Linked DNA regions of Sus scrofa: regions 1, 2 and 4 are each linked to region 3. A link is a contact called in public Hi-C and HiChIP or PLAC-seq data. All regions are on one chromosome and are shown on one strand. The core of a region is the stretch at or near the end of the contact, and the rest is flanking DNA. Distances in the headings are between cores, read along the strand shown. Region 1 has its middle 120 kb from the start of JUN. Region 2 has its middle 180 kb from the start of JUN. Region 3 overlaps FGGY (FGGY carbohydrate kinase domain-containing protein). Region 4 has its middle 220 kb from the start of FGGY.

Region 1 (2,700 bases), core at 64-2,563, 730 kb before region 3:
CATAAGGGTCTTTTGAAGAGGAACAATGTTGGGATTATTGGTCTAGATCAGTGGTTTTAAAAAGAAAGCAAAGCTGTACTTTTAAAACACTTGCCACCAGGGGTTTTGATTCAGTGGATCTGAGATGGAGTGAGCTTCCCAGGTGATTCTGAGATGACCAAGTCAGTAGTACCTGGCTCTGGCAAGTACGGGTCCCTTTCTGTCCTAATTTTTCCTTTTTTGTCCCCATCTCACTCAGCTTGTGCTTGACACTTTGAGTAATGGGAGCTTACCACCTCACAAGGCAGGCTGCCCAACCCAACAGCCATACTGATAATAAGCACACCAGTACAGTGACCATATGTAGAGGTTTTTTTGTTTGTTTTTGTTTTTTTTTTTGTCTTTCTAGGGCTGCACCCATGGCATATGGAGGTTCCCAAGCTAGGGGTTGAATCTGAGCTACAGCTGCCAGCCTATGCCACTGTCACAGCAACGCCAGATCCGAGCTGCGCTGCTACCTACACCCCAGCTCACTGCAACCCAGAATCCTTAACCCACTAAGGCCAGGGATCAAACCTGTGTTCTCATGGATGCTAGTCAGATTCGTATCCACTGAGCCATGAGGGGAACTCCTTCTTTTGGATCAGAGGTACTAAGGTACAGATGCTACTGATTCTGGCGGCTAGGTATTATTTACCCCCATTTTATAGTGAAAGAAAGCCAAACTCCTGAGGTTTAGTGGTGCATTCAATGTCTCAGAGGGTGCAGGGCTGGGCCAGGATTCCAGCCACCCCTGGTGGCTGGTTAGCCCACGTGCTTCCCCCCGGGCCTGGAGCAGGTCCCGGGGTGGGGGCGGGGTGACTCCTGGGAGGAGGGGAGGGATCCCGGTCGCCACGTCGCCGGCCCTGCCTGGCTGCACACCGCGCTCCGCCCAGCCCTCGCGGGCCTCCCCATAGAAGGTAAACCCAGGCAGGATCCCATGAGAGCTGGCGGGGCCTGGCGCCCCGCTGGTTTCAGTTTCTGAAGAGCCCAGCCCTGAGCAAACACGGGCTGGGAGGAGGGTTCTGGAAGCCTTCCCAACAGATAGCAGATTAACTCGCTGCTGCCTGGGAGCCACCCACGTGGGGACGGGCTGGGTCACCAGCAAGCGGCCTCCCTGGCAGGCAGACAGTCCCTGCGGGGGGCCGGTCGCCCCTGGCTGCCCAGAGCCACCCGAAGCCGGAGAAGGCACACGCTGACCCGCCAAGACGACCTCGGTGCCAGTTCCAGTCCGGCTCTGGCCGGGACCTCCAGGCTGGGTGACAAGGCTGAGGGACGGCCCCAACCCCACCCTCCAAATAAGGACAGATCTTCCTGCTTCAGCCTGCCTCTCCAGGGCGTTCCTGTTCCAACGTGTACGCAGAACGCTTAGAATGTTTGTTTTCTTTCTGAGAAAGAGGCTGAGGGACATGGCCAAGGCCGGCGTGAACTCCAAACCCAGGGCATTCTCTGTCGGACATTTTTCGGGCCAGACAGACTCGGGTCTGAATACTAGTTCTGCCACTTCCTATCCAGGAGACCTTCGTGTAAATTTCTTCATCTCTCTGAGCCTTATTATTCTCATCTCTAAAATGGGGATAATGCTACCTATCTCTAAGATAGGTTCTGTGGAGTCGATTAGATAGATACAGATTATACATATTAAGTATTTAGTGCCCTCAATCAATGCCAATTAACATTATTATTAATTATATTGTTACTACAAATGACTAATAATGACACTTAGGATTATTATTACTAATGCAACTGGGAGCATGGGTGTAAAAAAAATGGGCTCAATTAAAATTTTTTACTGAGGGAAATAGTTTTATGAGAGGTAAATAAAGATTGGAATAACACTGGGTCGCGAGCACATGATCTCATTTAGTATTCAAACAGCTTCACAAGGCAGGTGTTATTATCCCCATTATACAGGTGAGGAAGCTGAGGCCCCTGGAAGTTAAGTAACTAGGCCATGTCACACACTGTTCATACCTGGTATCCTGGCCTCCGGAGCTCTGTGATGATATTCCCTAAGCCTTAGCTACCTCAAACTTCCCCACCTCAACAAAGGAAAACTCTGGAAATGATAAAAGTCACCTCCTTCAGGCTGCTTTCTTAATTCTCTCTCTCCTCCCCTAGTAGAACAAACGCTCCCTCTTTTGTTCTCCTGGTGCGGGTAGCATGTGACTACACACCCTTGTGGGCTGTCTCTCTTCTCCAGGGAGTGTGCTTCTCAGAGGCAGACACTGTACACTTTTTTGCATGTTGGGAAGGTCTGTACGCTGTTGTTGTTAAGTACAGACTTAGGAGCCCAACTGCCTGGGCTCAAACCCTGGCTCAAATCGTGGCTTTACTACTTGTTGGCTGTGGGCTTGAGTAAGAAACTTAAGTTCTCTCTGCCTCATGCCCCTTATCTGTAAAATGGAAATTAACACTAAAAACAGCCTCATGGGAGTTCCCTGGTGGCCTAGTGGTTAAGGATCTGGCCTTATCACTGGTTCAAGTCACTGCTGTGGCAAGGGTTTGACCCCTAGCCCAGAAAGTTTCCCATACTCTGGGCATGGCCCAAAAAAAAAAAAATGCGTCTTGTGTGGACTTGCTGTTGCATTGAATGGACATTTAGATCTAGATCAATATAGATCTAGATACCCTACTGTGAATCTCTTGAGTGATAGGTGTCCAATGAATGAAGACAAATTG
Region 2 (2,700 bases), core at 100-2,599, 670 kb before region 3:
CTCAGTCACTTACAACTATAAGAATTTTTTCTTGGGAGTTCCTTTTATGGCTCAGTGGTTAACAAACCTGATTAGGATCCATGAAGATACGGGTTCAATCCCTGGCCTCACTCAGTGGGTTAAGGATCTGGCATTGTCCTGAGCTGTGGCGTAGGTCACAGACACTGCTCAGATCCCACGTTGCTGTGGCTGTGTAGGCTGGCACCTATAGCTCTGATTCAACCCCTAGCCTGGGAACTTCCATATGCCATGGGGGTGACCCTAAAAAAGCAAAAAATAAAAATAAAATAAAATAAAAAATTTTTTTCTTCTCACTCTTGGGTTTGTGGGTTGGCTGGGTAGCTTGGGTTCCAGCTTCAGCTTAACTGGGGCTGTGGGTCAGGTGTGGGTCTGTTGCATTTGTCTCATCCTGTGAGCTAGGGTGAAAGGTAGCCTCTGGTTACTCCTTGCATGGTAAATGAGCAAGTAAGCAGACAAAAATGTAATGAAACAGGTAATACCTCTTAAAATTTCAGCCCAGAACTGCCATGCCGTCATTTCCCCCTTTTGCCCATCATTCCTTTGCCCATGATAAAGCCCAATATCACTGGACAGGAGAATGTATTTGCTCAGTCTAATGGGAAGCCCTACAAAGTCAAATGAAAAGTGTAAAATTCTAACATAAGGAGAGAAGGGAAAATTGGAGAAAGGTCCTGGGCTTCACAAGGAGACTTAATTTCAAATTTGAGTTACGCTTAACTGCTTTGGAAACTAGAGAAATCACTTAACTTTTCTGAATCTCTTTCCTTCTTACATACTGAGTGCTTACAATATACTGGTCACTGAGCTAAGTATTTTATGAATGTTGTGTTTGTAAGGTAGGTAAGGTAGATAGATGTTCAGCCCCAATTAAATGGAGGAGAAAACTGAGATTGACGGAGGTATGTGACTTGCCCAAAGTCACATGCATTCAGAGTTTCATACCATGTTTCTCTGAGCCACCTCTTCTTACTTGAAAGAAGGTGTGTATCCTCTCTGCCATGTAAAGGGTGCTTGTTTCAGGTGAATTTCTGTCTTCTTTCACCTTATAGAATCCTGGAACCCCCAGGTCACTGGACTTTTGCTTTCTGGTGAACTTCAACCAAGGGATAACCAGCTGATGTGACTGGCCACCACCACCCTAGTTTCAAAGTTCATTGTGGTTAAAAAAAAAAGTAAGAGCTATTCTTAGCAGCGATTGGAGGGTGATCTCACTTCCCAGTCACGAGTCTTCGGGAGGAAGGACACTTGAAGCAAAGCCTGGACAGTGTTGATGGTGCAACGTGTTTGGTGCAGAGGCAGATTTCGTAATTGCCATGCCTGTCAGGTGATGCCTTGGCCTCTGTTCCCCGGATATCTTTCCACTCTGGGGCCAGCTGTTCTGACATCGCTGGGGAGGGACAGGTGGCAGCTTCTCTTTTGCAAGACTTGATTCATGTGGCATGGAAGATACGAGCAAGAGCAAATCTTGGATCAGACAGACCCTATTTGAATCAAGGTTGTGCTTCTCTCTCTCTGGGTAGCCTTGCTCTCGGCAAAGCTGTTCCCTTTGCTTGCTTAACACCCCCACCCCTGACTTCTCAGAGTTAGCTCTCTCTGCCTAAATGTCCCCTCATTCACAAGGTCTTCTCTGACCCTCTCCAGCTCTATGCTCCCTTAACACCCTGGACACTCAGGCCTGGCACTCAGGCTTTCCTATTTACTCGCTTATTTGGCTATCTGCTACTAGGATACCTATTCTGAGAGGGCAATCCCTGCCTCATGTCCCACTGAAATCCTCCTTGCTTCCTAGTGCCTAGGGCATAGGACCCACTCTATGAACATTTATTTTGTCTAAAGAATTCAATAATAAATTACTAGAAGCAGGCTGCTGCTTTCTCTGGCAGATTCAACATTGTCGGGGCTGTGGAAGACACTTGGCTCTAGGTCCTTGCTACTTAAAGTGTGGTCCATGGACCTGCATCCTCTGGGAACTTGTAAGAAAAGCAGTTTCTCAGGCCCCATCCTAGACCTACTGAAACAGAAGCTGCCTTTTAACCAGATCTCAAGTGATTTGCATACACAGAAAGTTTGAGAAGCACTACTCTCGACAACATGAGGCTATTTTTAGAAATCACATCCAAGTGTGGAATCTTGTTTTGGGATATTCAAAGACTGCCTCTAAACCAGCTCCACTGCAGAACCCACCCACTAGTTTTAAGTGTACAGACTCTGGGGGGTACTGCTTAGAGAGAACTGCCGCTGTTTGGGTGGACAGGTGATCTGTTTATTAAGCAAGTGATTGCCTAGGTCCTTCTAATGACTAGTTTCAAGAGCATGCTGGATGCCCCACGGAGCCCTGGGGAATTTTCTATTAACTCTCTAACAGGGACATGGGGATGGGCCAGTGCTTGGTATCTAGCCTCACTCCAGCTCTATATAAAGAGTAGTATAACCTCCTCTTTATATAGAAGGAGGCTGAAGTCCAGAGAAGGTAAGTCACTTGCCCATGGCCACACAGTCGGGGATGAGGTACGGTGGGGATATTACCTTTGCTCCAGGCTGACTCCCCAAGGAAAACCACCCTTCTAACTCATGGTGGTAAAACCCCTGCCTTGTTCCACATTCTGTCCTTTAAGTCTTCTTCATGAAGGACTAACTATATTCTCTGAACCACACAAACTGGCTCTTCTCTATCCTCCT
Region 3 (2,700 bases), core at 91-2,590:
TCTCAGAGTTTATGTTTCTTGAAACATATCTCTTCCTCAAGGTTTCCAAATTTTCTTCCTGTTTCAAAGCAAATTACAAGAAAGCTGCATGTGTAACTCATATTGCTCTGGTCGCTTAGAAATTTCCTTGCAGAACCAACATTTAAAGTTTCTCATGTAGTTCTCATAATAAGTTTATGTTCGAAGTTTGTTATTTTCATTTTTACAAATGAGAAAACAGACTCAGAAAATTAAAAGAACGTACCCAAGGTCAGACTGGCTGTTAATATTCAAGCTGAATATTTGAATACAGGTTTTTCTGTCTGGTACAGAAAAATACACTGTTTTCTGTCTGGTACAGAAAATACACTGTTTCTACTGGTGACATCAAAGGATTGGATTTTAGGAGAGAGGGCCTAATGTTTTACAGGTTTAAAAAAAGAACAAGAGGAAAAACAAGGGCAGGTTCCCCACCTTCAAGGAGCTGACAGTCAGGCTAGAAGAATAAAAATGAAGCAACCTGAAACCAGAGAGTACCATTACATAAGCTGCTCCCTGGTAACAGCTACAAGCAAGAAAGAGAAGTGTGGTTTTGTATAAGACGGAGGGCTTGAAATGGAAATGCTAACTTAGGGAGAGCAGAGAAGCAGCAGGAAGTGGACTTTTCAGATAGTTGGTAATGAAAGCCGAAGAATAACACAGGCAAAAAAGATATCCACTCAAGTCCTAGGAAGGATCCCAACTGGGGAGTAACAATAGAAAGCTTAGTATGTAAGGGCCACACTTGATGGGGAGTAGGGATTGTCAGCTAGAAACAGATTGCTATAAACTGGATCAGGAGTCCTGGGAGCATCCTTTGCCCAACATCCCCTGACTCTTATCTATCTTTTTTTTTTTTTTTTTATGTAATAAGCTAATAGTCTCATTTTTAAAAAATGAACAACATTAAGTGCTTCTTAAATGATAACACTGCTTCCTGCTGAAGAAAAAAAGCCTGTAAATTATTTCAAGCCTGGGAGTAACAGCAAAGATTTATTATGTATCTCCAACAGTTTTGAAGACTCCCTGAAATTGAAAGGGAACACTTTAAATGCCCCTAGGAAGTTATCCTGTTTCACCAGAGTGCCTTTGTGTAGAGTGTTACATGTTTGGGGACATGGGGACTGACAAGGCACCTTCTGAGACAAGGCCGCTGAGATGGGAAGCCAGCAACTGCTTCACCCCACCTCACAATTGACCTCCCTTCCCCTCCCCCTCCCCCTCAGCTGACACTTTGGCCAGAGGAGCCTGGGTGTTGGATGGAGTTGATCAGACTGAAACTCCTACCAAGTTGGCCATGTCACTTTCAGCTGTCGGCATCTCTGATGAGGAGGGATCCGGACAGGCCAGGCTGGTTCAGATAACTGGATGACAGCAGTTGTTTTCACCCTAGGAAGCGGACTAACGGCTACAGACAGAAATCGATGGAGGAGAAAATTACAGACAATCCTAAAGCGGAGATTCGAGCAAGTGCTTAGACGATGAGGAAGCCGCTAGCTTTAGTGAATCTGGCATATTGTGGTGTGGTGGGGACTGGGACCCTTCTCTTCAAGGGGCTCCTGAAACGATAACAGAGGGTAGTCAGGAAGTGTCAGCAGTCATTGTGTGTATGACTATGGATTAACTCACTTAATCCTCACAAAAATCCCATGAGGTCCTGATCTGTCTTGTGCTTTGCAGATAAGGAGGCCTTTACAGATAAGGAGGCCAAATCACAAAGAGGTTAAGTACTTTCCCAAGGTTAGCTAGCTAGTAAGATACACTCCTGCCATGTTTTGAGCCTGTGGACTGCTCACTGGAATAATACTGGAACCCATCTGTAAAGCTGCCTTGGGATACTCCTCACAGTGGGCCCACGTCTACACGCACCCCCTCACCACTGCTTCTCTGCAGTGCTGCCCTAGGGTGTTTCAGTGTCGGCTTACCCCACCTGGGGGTGAGCTTCCGGGAAGGATCCCAGTCTCCCTTATCCGTAACTGGTAGCAGGTATGGCATGAGCAGGTGTTGTATTACCATGGAGGTGAAGTTGGCAGAGATTGCATATTCCCCCTGAGCTGCCTGAGAAGGCTGGTTACCCAAAAAGCCAGCCACTGAAAGGAACGGTGCTGCACTGGAGGAATGTGGATTGGAAGCCCTTAGCCGGTAAAATCCAAGCTAACCCCACTTAGCTCTTAGCCCTGTCTCTGCAAACAGCTTTCCGTGTTCATACCGGCCCCACCCCAGACTGTTCCTTGTGAGTCTCAGTTACTCTTTTTTCAAGGATACATACCCCAGCTTCACTTGTTGGTTCAGTGACTGAACAACTCGATGTATAACCCAGGACAAGAGGTCAACCTCTTTGGCCCTCAGTTTCCTCATCTTTACACTGAAAGAATCAGGTTCTGGTTTTCACAGAATGTAAAGTTGTGGACCATTTGTAAGGCCAGTGTATCAAACAGATAGAAGCTGAGCCGTGTCTCCTCTTTGCTGTGTCACTCCCTCCCTTTCCCCACCACATGGCAGCCTTGGAGGGTCTCATTTGAACTTAAGAAGCACTGGACTCCGGTTTCAAAGGCAATAACCCAAAATTATTAATTAACTCTAATAATAATACAATCACACAGTATTTCAAAATGGAACCCGTTGGGAAAGGTGGGTTCAGGGACTCTCAGTGAGACCCCTGTGTCCACTTGACTGTTGGAT
Region 4 (2,700 bases), core at 53-2,552, 600 kb before region 3:
ATCCGAGCTATGCCTGCGACCTACACCACAGCTCACGGCAATGCCAGGTGCTTAATCCACTGAGTGAAGCCAGGGATTGAACCCACAACCTCATGGTTCCTAGTCAGATTTATTTCCCCTGCGCCATGACGGGAACTCCAAGACTGTCTCTTAACTCATCCTTTTTTTCCTCTTTCCAAAGCCCCAGCGGTCCTCGGGGACAAGTACCATCTACATCACGAGGGACCTTGGTAGAAATACAAATTCTCAGCATCACCTCACCCCCAACCAGATCTACTGAATCTGAAACTCTAGGGTGAGGCCAGCAAACTGTACTTTTAACGGGTCTTCCAGTCTGAGAAGCCCTGACCTGGAGAGACCCCCCCCCCCCCATTTCATGCCTGATCTCCTGGGACAGCTCCTCACTGAGCTTCAACGGTTACTTTCCAATCTGTTCTCCACACTACAGCCAGATTACTTGGTTGTAACATGTAAGGACCCTGTTCAAAAGCCTTAAGTGGCTTCCTTTTGCCCTTAAAATTAAACGCAGATCCCTCACCATGGCCTACAGGGTCCTCTGTGATCTGGTCTTGCTTTTTTCTCCAGCCTTGCCCTGTATTTCCCCTCCACTAACTCTCCACCACCAGACACACTGGCTTTGCTTTCACATCTCAGACCAGAAGATCCTTCCTGCCTTAGGGTGTCCACCAGGGCCAGGGACAACAGGAGTGAGTCACCTTCTCTGCCCTTCAGGAGGGACGGTCAAGTAGGAGAGACAAATATGGACACAAATAAACATGCAGATTACAGGAAGCAAAGTAACAGTGCTGAGCACATGATAGAGCAGCCAAGATTAATTCCATTTGGGGACTCCCTTTCTGTGGCCACATCCAACTGCTTCTAAAGTTCTAAGGGGCAGGTTGTCCCACATGAACATTCCAACACTAGCCATTCCATCGCCCTGAGCCTCAGTCCCCACGTCTGTAAAATAGGGGCAAGGGAAGGCGCACATCAGGAGGCATGGAAAGCACCCTGGAGCCCAGGACAGGCCTGTGGCAGGGGCTCAGCAGGGTGACAGTTCTCTCTTATCTCTGCAGCAGAGTCAAGTTGTGATCTAGGGAGGCTGTGGGCAGGGGGGAGAGCCCTGAGCCTCAGTAGAAAATTAAGCACGTCCAGAAAAAAATGACGAGCTTGAGGTTAGGCCTAAAGAGAAAGGAAATTTCCCCTCCACACTGAGAAATCTCCCTCCTGTGGGTGTGGTAGCGAATGTGAAAGTGGAACCTCCCTCCTGGCTCCTGCACTTACCAGAAGGGGCAGTGAGGCTTGCAGGGGCCTTACAGAAAAAGCAGCAGCTGAACAGGAACTGGGGCCACCAGTTCTGGGAAGCTGGGGGCTTCTGGGGCAGAGCCCAGAGGCCCAGTGTTTACAAAGTCCAGAAGTACCTGCACCCAGACTGGGTTAGACAGAAACTGAACCGAGGTGAGCCCTTGGCACCGTCCCCCAGAGCTGGAAAGCTGGAGAGAAAGCCAGGATCACTTCTCCCGGGCACAGGGCTCCAGGCTCTTCAGACAAACAGCCGAGCTATAGCCTCTGAGAGGAAGTGGGGAATCCTTCCTCCCAGAGTGGATTAGCTATTCCTTCCTTCATTCACTCACTCCCAATTCCTTCTTCTGTGAAATAGGAAAAAAGAATTCCCTTGCTGTCTCTTTGGAATTCATATAGCAGGGAAGGATGGAAGAAGGTTTGCTGTAGAGCTCAAATGAGATAATGAATTCAGTCATCATTTAATGTGTACTAACTAAGCACCTGCTGTAATAATAATAAGGACACTTACGGAGTGCTTCGTTATTCCTTACAAGCACTCTCTGAGGTAGCTGCTGTTATTTCCATTTATGGATGAGGAAACTGCGGCTCTGAGAGGTGAACTTGTTTAGATCACACTGCTCGTCAGTGCTAGAGCTGGGATTTGAACATGAGCAGACTCTGAACTTGTCCTGGGTGCAGAGCTACAAACAGGGCCCAGGCCTTATCTCCGGCACTAGAGAGAGGGCATCTTCAAGGTCGGGAATGATCATCTATTAACCAGAATCTGCAAATTCTAGACCACAGCCCAGGGTGCAGTGGCTGATCACTAAATGTGGGTGGGCAACTTAAAACAAAGTGAAATGAAGCAATCTGGTGGGGCAGAGAAGGAAGCAGACAGACAGCACTGTGATGTAACAGGTAGGTGCCTGCAAAGGGCTCCCTGGAGTTTGCGCTGGGTCAGTGTGTACCAGTCAGGGTCTCAATGGCCCATCCACTTAGTGTATTCAGAGGAGGGCTTATCTGCAAAGCTACAGATGTGGAAGAATCACAAGGGAGAAACAGGAGCTTAGTAGTTGCCAAACATTTGCCACAAGGGGAGTGAGAGTCCTGCAGAGCCAACCACCTTAAGAGGAGCAGCAAGGGTCATGGCCAGGTCCAGAGGACTTACAACGAGGAACTCATTCCCTCTCTCCTTCTGAAGCTCCTGATTGGTGAAGAATCCACTAATGCCATCTCCATGGGCCAACCTCCTGGGCACAGAGCAAATGGAGAAAGCTGGAGTATAGATCTAAAAGGGAAAATAAAAGATACTCTGCACATCTTAGGGAGAAGGTGCAGGTATTTACTGGAAAGTAGAGCTGGAAAGCACATACCATCGAGGGAGAGGATGTGCAGTAGTCCCACTGTCTGGAAGGC

Evidence for each region. A called contact is a pair of places that touch in the nucleus more often than the background predicts. HiChIP or PLAC-seq counts read pairs in DNA pulled down with a chosen protein or histone mark.
Region 1: a contact with region 3 is called in a Hi-C map of skeletal muscle, with 5 times the contacts expected there. The contact joins two enhancer-like sites. A contact is called at or near these places in 6 of 47 Hi-C or Micro-C datasets (mesenteric adipose tissue, psoas muscle, retroperitoneal adipose tissue and 2 more) and 2 of 2 datasets of contacts at active chromatin or transcription factors (alveolar macrophages and skeletal muscle).
Region 2: a contact with region 3 is called in an H3K27ac HiChIP or PLAC-seq map of skeletal muscle. The contact joins two enhancer-like sites. A contact is called at or near these places in 4 of 47 Hi-C or Micro-C datasets (embryonic fibroblasts, psoas muscle and skeletal muscle) and 2 of 2 datasets of contacts at active chromatin or transcription factors (alveolar macrophages and skeletal muscle).
Region 4: an H3K27ac HiChIP or PLAC-seq map of alveolar macrophages shows a contact between it and region 3. The contact joins two enhancer-like sites. A contact is called at or near these places in 3 of 47 Hi-C or Micro-C datasets (embryonic fibroblasts, retroperitoneal adipose tissue and subcutaneous adipose tissue) and 2 of 2 datasets of contacts at active chromatin or transcription factors (alveolar macrophages and skeletal muscle).

Annotation. Positions count from the first base shown.
Region 1 is chr6:153,561,039-153,563,738 of Sscrofa11.1, reverse strand. No RefSeq gene overlaps it. Among named protein-coding and RNA genes, the nearest start is that of JUN, 120 kb to the left of the region's middle. Within about 2 kb of position 1,313, at least 76 of the 83 cell types and tissues checked have an H3K27ac peak or open chromatin away from gene starts, as enhancers often do. A contact at or near this core is called in alveolar macrophages, retroperitoneal adipose tissue, skeletal muscle and 1 more, where this site is marked.
Region 2 is chr6:153,504,105-153,506,804 of Sscrofa11.1, reverse strand. No RefSeq gene overlaps it. Among named protein-coding and RNA genes, the nearest start is that of JUN, 180 kb to the left of the region's middle. Within about 2 kb of position 1,349, at least 23 of the 83 cell types and tissues checked have an H3K27ac peak or open chromatin away from gene starts, as enhancers often do. A contact at or near this core is called in alveolar macrophages and skeletal muscle, where this site is marked.
Region 3 is chr6:152,830,176-152,832,875 of Sscrofa11.1, reverse strand. The region is part of intron 14 of FGGY (FGGY carbohydrate kinase domain-containing protein); the gene reads left to right. Among named protein-coding and RNA genes, the nearest start is that of HOOK1, 120 kb to the right of the region's middle. Within about 2 kb of position 1,340, at least 19 of the 83 cell types and tissues checked have an H3K27ac peak or open chromatin away from gene starts, as enhancers often do. A contact at or near this core is called in alveolar macrophages, retroperitoneal adipose tissue, skeletal muscle and 1 more, where this site is marked.
Region 4 is chr6:153,432,948-153,435,647 of Sscrofa11.1, reverse strand. No RefSeq gene overlaps it. Among named protein-coding and RNA genes, the nearest start is that of FGGY, 220 kb to the right of the region's middle. Within about 2 kb of position 1,302, at least 34 of the 83 cell types and tissues checked have an H3K27ac peak or open chromatin away from gene starts, as enhancers often do. A contact at or near this core is called in alveolar macrophages, retroperitoneal adipose tissue, skeletal muscle and 1 more, where this site is marked.